2 separate regions of the Macaca mulatta genome follow, and region 2 is linked to region 1. Evidence: chromatin contacts called from public Hi-C data. All regions are on one chromosome and are shown on one strand. Each heading gives the region's core, a stretch centred on a gene start, on an enhancer-like site or on the middle of the called end of the contact. The rest is flanking DNA. Distances are from core to core; before and after follow the strand shown. Region 1 has its middle 240 kb from the start of ZNF438. Region 2 holds the start of ZNF438 (zinc finger protein 438).

Region 1 (2,700 bases), core at 114-2,613:
ATACTTGAGGGGCGTATTAGACACTTGGACAAAGTCCTAATTATCCTCAGGACCCACGGGGAAGCTGTTCTTCCCATGAAACTGTCTTGGACACTGCAGTCAGAATTAACAACCGCTGCCATTTAGTGAGCATGTGGCACATACCAGGCATGGTGCTAAGCACACCTATACCAGGATCCCAGACTCAGACTGGGTAACTGCGCCATGCTAACAGCTCTGTGGTGGAGCTACAGATGCTTAACCTGTCCTATAGCAGGGCATCTGTCTTTCCAGCTAGTTTATATCCAGCAGGGTCTCCTACTCTAAACTCTTTTCTAGTAGGTGGGGCATGGTGGTGCGCACCGGTAATCCCAGAGACTCAGGAGGCTGAGGTGGGAGGATCTCTTGAAGCCAGGAGCTCAAGACCAGCCTGGGCAACACAGTGTGACCCTCATCTCTAAAATAATTTTTTTAAAAAATTAGCCAGGTATGGTGGCATGTAGCTGTAGTCCCCGCTATTTGGGAGGCTGAGGTGGGGAGGACTGCTCGAGCCCAGATGTGGAAGCCTGCAGCAAGCTATGATGGCACCACTACACTCCAGCCTGGGTGACAGAGTGAGACTTCATCTCTAAAAATAATAATAATGATGGTAAGCTCCTTTCTGCTGGAAACCATGTCTGGCCTATATCAGAACTCTCAAGTACGGACCATGGGGGCTTTGTCTGCAGCACTGCTCATGCAGCACAGGAATTCCCAGGAGCTTTTGGAGCCACACCCAAACTCCAGAAAGGGCTGCCCTTTCCAGAGCTCTGCCCTGGCATTCTAGTGCTGGGTGGGAGGGAGCCCTCAGCCCTCCTGCGGCGCGGTAGTGAGGTGGGTTTCTGAGCAGCAATCCTAACGTCATCTTTCTCATGAATCCCTGTTTCTGCCCTGCTTTGAGAAGGACAGGTTGAAATGCCATCGCCCATCGCTGGGGGCCACAGCCTTCACCTCTGCCCTGAGGAAAAATGCTCCTTCCCAGGGGGCTACTAACATGGACTATTTGCCTGGTAGAACCAGGGACCCCGGGGTCCTGATGTCAGGGATCTGCCGGCCCTATCCCCTCCAACCTGCGGAGTGAAATAAATCTGCAGCCCTCCTCTGCTTCCCAGGCACTGAGGCATCTTCTGCAAAAATAACATTTTCTTCTCTTTCCAGAGCTACAGGCGCATGAACCGAAAGGAGGGCCAAGGCCCACTGGCCCCCAATCCCACTGGGAAGCTCGCCTGCAGGATCCAGAGTGCCTCGGCACCATCCTCCCCGGAAGAAAGCTCCCTTGTTCCAGGCACACAAAGGATGGGCGCTGGGCAGGCGACAGGCCATGAATGCTAATGGCCCAGGCGCTTGCAGGCTCCAGCTCTGCCTGGCGGGAAGGCCAGCCTAGTGCCTCTGCCACTCTTCACCCTGAGCCAGCCCTGGCCTGGGGCTGCAATGCAAGCGGCAGCTCCCTTTCCTGGGGACCCCATTTCTCTGCAGTGAGGTGGCCCTGTCCCAGGCCAGAGGCGTGGAGCCCTCCCGTGCCTATCACGTGGGAGTGCCTGGGAACCCAGGCGAGCATCTGTTGCAGGCTGCATAAACGTCTAAACATCCGTGCAAACTTGGACCAACAGGTCCTGCCGAAATGTGCTAACCATCTGCTTTTCCTTAGCTGTTTTTGAGCAAATTATGTTTATTATGTTAATTTATTTTACTGTCAACAACACAGAATGACACAGTTGCTGCTAAATATCATTATATATCTCAGCCTGGCATATCACCAGCAGGGCTTTTTTATTTTTTATTTATTTATTGTTTGTATATACAACAAGAATAAATACGTATTGAAATGTCGATCTATTTAAAATGGAGTCCGGGATGGTAAAGTCATCTGTACCGAAGGCCCTGGTTGCTCACCCTTCCAGGGAAGGCTTTTGCTAGGAGAGGCACCACAGCAGCTATCTGGGTGGGGGCCCAGGCCTGCAGCCCGCCCAGGTCCCTCTAGACAGTTCCATGTTTGGCCAGGAACATGGGGTTTCTCAGAAGTTTGTCGGGTTAGGAAAGAGAGGGAGAGAGAGAGAGAAAGAGAGAGAGAGAGAGGCTCCCAGGCGCCTGTTTTCTTCCCCAAACGTCCTCCTCCCTTAAAAAATCCTCCCATTTTCCAGATGGCCAAGCCTTGGGGACCCAGAGGAGCTGGGCAGAGAGAGGGTGTGCCCTAGTGACTCACTGGGAACCACCCTGAAACCCAAACAGCTGGCCAGGGGTTGCAGCTTATGATAATTACGTTTTTGATCATTTTCCCCCCTCAGAGACCAATATAACTCCACATTTCCAGAGAAAGAGAGAGGAGAAAAAATAAGGGCTGCTGAGCGGGAGGGAGAGAACCTGACAAGGAGAAGATCCTTCTGGAAATGTACTGAATCATTGTGCAGGGCGTGAAGGTACTGCTCTCCACAACTTCCTTAATGCTCAGCTAGTGGCCAAGCTAAGGAAGCTCAAAGTAGCACCATGCAGACTCAAATAGTTCATCAATTAGGTAATAAGCAACAGAAGGTAAGTGCAGTTTCCTGGGAGGAAACCAGGGCCTCAGACAGAGACCAGAGTGCCTGCAGAAGGGAACAGACTTTCATTCTGCTCACAGGCCCGACTGAGATCTCATCTGCACATCCCAACTGGGGGGACACAGGAGAGGCTGGTGTGGGCTTC
Region 2 (2,700 bases), core at 49-2,548, 240 kb after region 1:
TGGGTGACTTGTCCTTGGATGCGAAGCTAGTTAACGAATAGAACAAAAATTAGAAGCCCTGCTTTCTGATTCAAAGGCTCCTCCCACCCGGATGAAAGGATATCACACTCCTGAAACGAATTTACAGAAATGTGAACTCTCGAGCTCCTGTATAAATACACCCTGAAGTGTGCACAGTATTCTTCCCTTCAAAGTTCCTGACAAATACTAGTCCCGGAGTTTGAGAGGCATTATAGTCTAGAAACAACTAATCGATAATGTACTACCCCTTGACCAAAATATTCAAGCAGTCGGATATGATGATTGGATATTCTCATTCTTTTAATTTTTTACAGCAATCCTTAAAACTCAGTGAGTCTATGTTGTGTATAATGTGCTAGTTCCAGCATACTGAAAGCTTCCTCTGCAAAACCCAGACAACGGGGGCATTGTAATTGTCAAGAGTACCATGCTAACGATACCTGTTATTTCTTGGGATCCTCATTCTATCAAGTTTAGTGACAACAGTTCATATCACCCAACAGGCTGCAGTGTGGTATAGGATCAGATGGATGGAAGGTTGTCGGGGGTAGGCAAAATAGTGAAAAACTTCCCCGTCTACAAGATTCCTGGTCAAATGGCCAGCGGCTACCACATTCCTCAGAATAACCAAGTGTCTGTGTATACGCTTTCTCCTAGCAAATTTACACACTTGTGTTATCTCACGTGTTCCTAGTGCTGTGGGAACGACCATTAGGGAGGCCAGAGGCTGCTGTACCTCCATTTTACACAAAAAGAAAACTAAGGCAGCAAGTGGTTATCTTATAAATGTGTCCACGACGACTTGGTCACTTGCGAGATCCCAACGGCCAGGACATAGGATTCCTAGTCTCTGAGAGGAATCCTCCATCCCCGACTTCACGTGTCAAACTCCAGGGCTGAGAGGGAGAAGAGGAATCTAAGTCCCTTTATCACAGAAGAAAAAAAGGTACTCTCCATTTGGACTTTCCGCCCCTTCTAAGGCCTCGCTCCCAGGCTCGGGGACGCTCCCCGCCCCAGGGGAAAAGGTGCTAGCCCTGCCCCACGGGGCGCGGCCTCGCCTCCCGCACCCCAGATCCCTCCCGCCCAGCAGGGCGCGCTGCCACTCTGAGCAGGCACCTGTCCCTTCGTCACAATCGGCGGCTACCCAAGGAACTGACGCCCCTACAGCCACCACCACCGCCGGGGCTGCCAGCTGCCAGCGGGCCCCACAAGCCCAAGGAGCTGCAGGAATCCTCGTAAACTTACAGTTTTCCTACAGCGTGCGCGTCACGGCGGGGTGACGTCACGGGCCCAGCGTTCCGGGAGGTCAGGCCAGCCGGCGCGGGCCACTGGGCCCCCAGGCTCCGCCCTCGCCCCGCCCACGGCGCTGCGGCAGGAGACACGCCCCCGAGCTCCACGCCCCCGAGCTCCACGCCCCCGAGCTCCACGCCCCCGACCTCCACGCACCGCCCCGTCGCGGACACCGCGCGCGGGCGCAGAAGGCCTCAGAACCCGCATGCCAGTGGGCTTCTTCGGCCGGGGCGCCTGCGGCGGCCTCTCCTCTACCAAAGCCTCACTCAAAGCCCGAAGCCGGGGTTAGCGTAGGAGGAGGGGCCGAAAAAAGGGGACGGAGACCTTCAGAAATACTGTAAACAAGCTGTCGCCCTGGGGGCTGGAGTAGGACGCCTGGGTTGTGAGGTAGTTTTTCCACAGACATTGCCCGCCTTCCTCACGTGTTCGTTAAAAGTTCTCCACGTGTGGAAACAGCCATTTGCTCTCCATCAGGTGCAGGCCGTTCCTCAGCCCTGAGAAGACAGCTCTCCCAGGGGTCTTCGCTCCGCCCCGGCTCGACGCGGCTCCCGGTAGACTCCGCCCAGACCCCGCCCATCTCTTGACTCGGCCCCGCCCACGCCTGGTTAGGCCCTGCCCCCTGGGTCCCGCCCTTCCGGCTCCGGCTCGTGGCTCCCGCGGGCCCCCACCTACCCCTCCTGCCCTGGTGCCGCCTCCAGCCCAGCCCGTTCCTTGCAGATTTCAGCTTCTGCCTGGCCTGCCGGATTTCCCGTTTCGGCTGGGTGAAGCTACTCACGGGTTGCTGTTCACCTCCATTAAGTTTAACAAACGGTGATCCGGATAAACATGTTCACTTCTTCGCCAGGACAAACTTTCCAGCCCCCCCATCCAGTCATCTCACGATACCTTCCCGTGTCCACGCCCCACTCTCTGCTCCCCACTTTTTTGTTTGTTTGAGACGAGTGTTTCTGTCTCCCAGGCTGGAGTGCAGTGGCGCGATCTCGACTCATTGCACCCTCCGCCTCCCGGGTTCAAGCGATTCTCCTGCCTCAGCCTCCTGGGTAGCTGGGATTACAGGCGCGCGCCACCGCAGCCGGCTAATTTTTTTTTTTTTTTTTTTTTTTGAGACGGGGTCTCGCTTTGTTGCCCAGGCTGGAGCGCAGTGGCGCGATCTTGGCTCAGTGCCAGCTCCGTCTCCCGGGTTCACTCCATTCACCTGCCCCAGCCTCCTGAGTAGCTGAGACTACAGGCGCCCGCCACCACACCCGGCTCATTTTTTGTTTTTTTAGTAAAGACAGGGTTTCACCGTGTTAGCCAGGATGGTCTCCATTTCTTGACCTCGTGATCCGCCCGCCTCGGCCTCCCGAAGTGCTGGGATTACAGGTGTGAGCCACCGCGCCCGGCCTCTTT

What was found. Hi-C and Micro-C count contacts between places; a contact is called where the count stands out from the background.
Region 2: a Hi-C map of fetal cortex germinal zone shows a contact between it and region 1, with 2.9 times the contacts expected there. The contact joins the promoter of ZNF438 here to the enhancer-like site in region 1. A contact is called at or near these places in 4 of 14 Hi-C or Micro-C datasets (fetal cortex germinal zone, fetal cortical plate, fibroblasts and 1 more).

The regions. Positions count from the first base shown.
Region 1 is chr9:32,181,283-32,183,982 of T2T-MMU8v2.0, forward strand. No RefSeq gene overlaps it. Among named protein-coding and RNA genes, the nearest start is that of ZNF438, 240 kb to the right of the region's middle. Within about 2 kb of position 1,364, at least 12 of the 40 cell types and tissues checked have an H3K27ac peak or open chromatin away from gene starts, as enhancers often do. A contact at or near this core is called in fetal cortex germinal zone, where this site is marked.
Region 2 is chr9:32,424,857-32,427,556 of T2T-MMU8v2.0, forward strand. It overlaps ZNF438 (zinc finger protein 438), which reads right to left and starts at 1,299. Exons shown (of 6, transcript XM_077946170.1): 1 at 1,267-1,299. It also overlaps the pseudogene LOC144331422.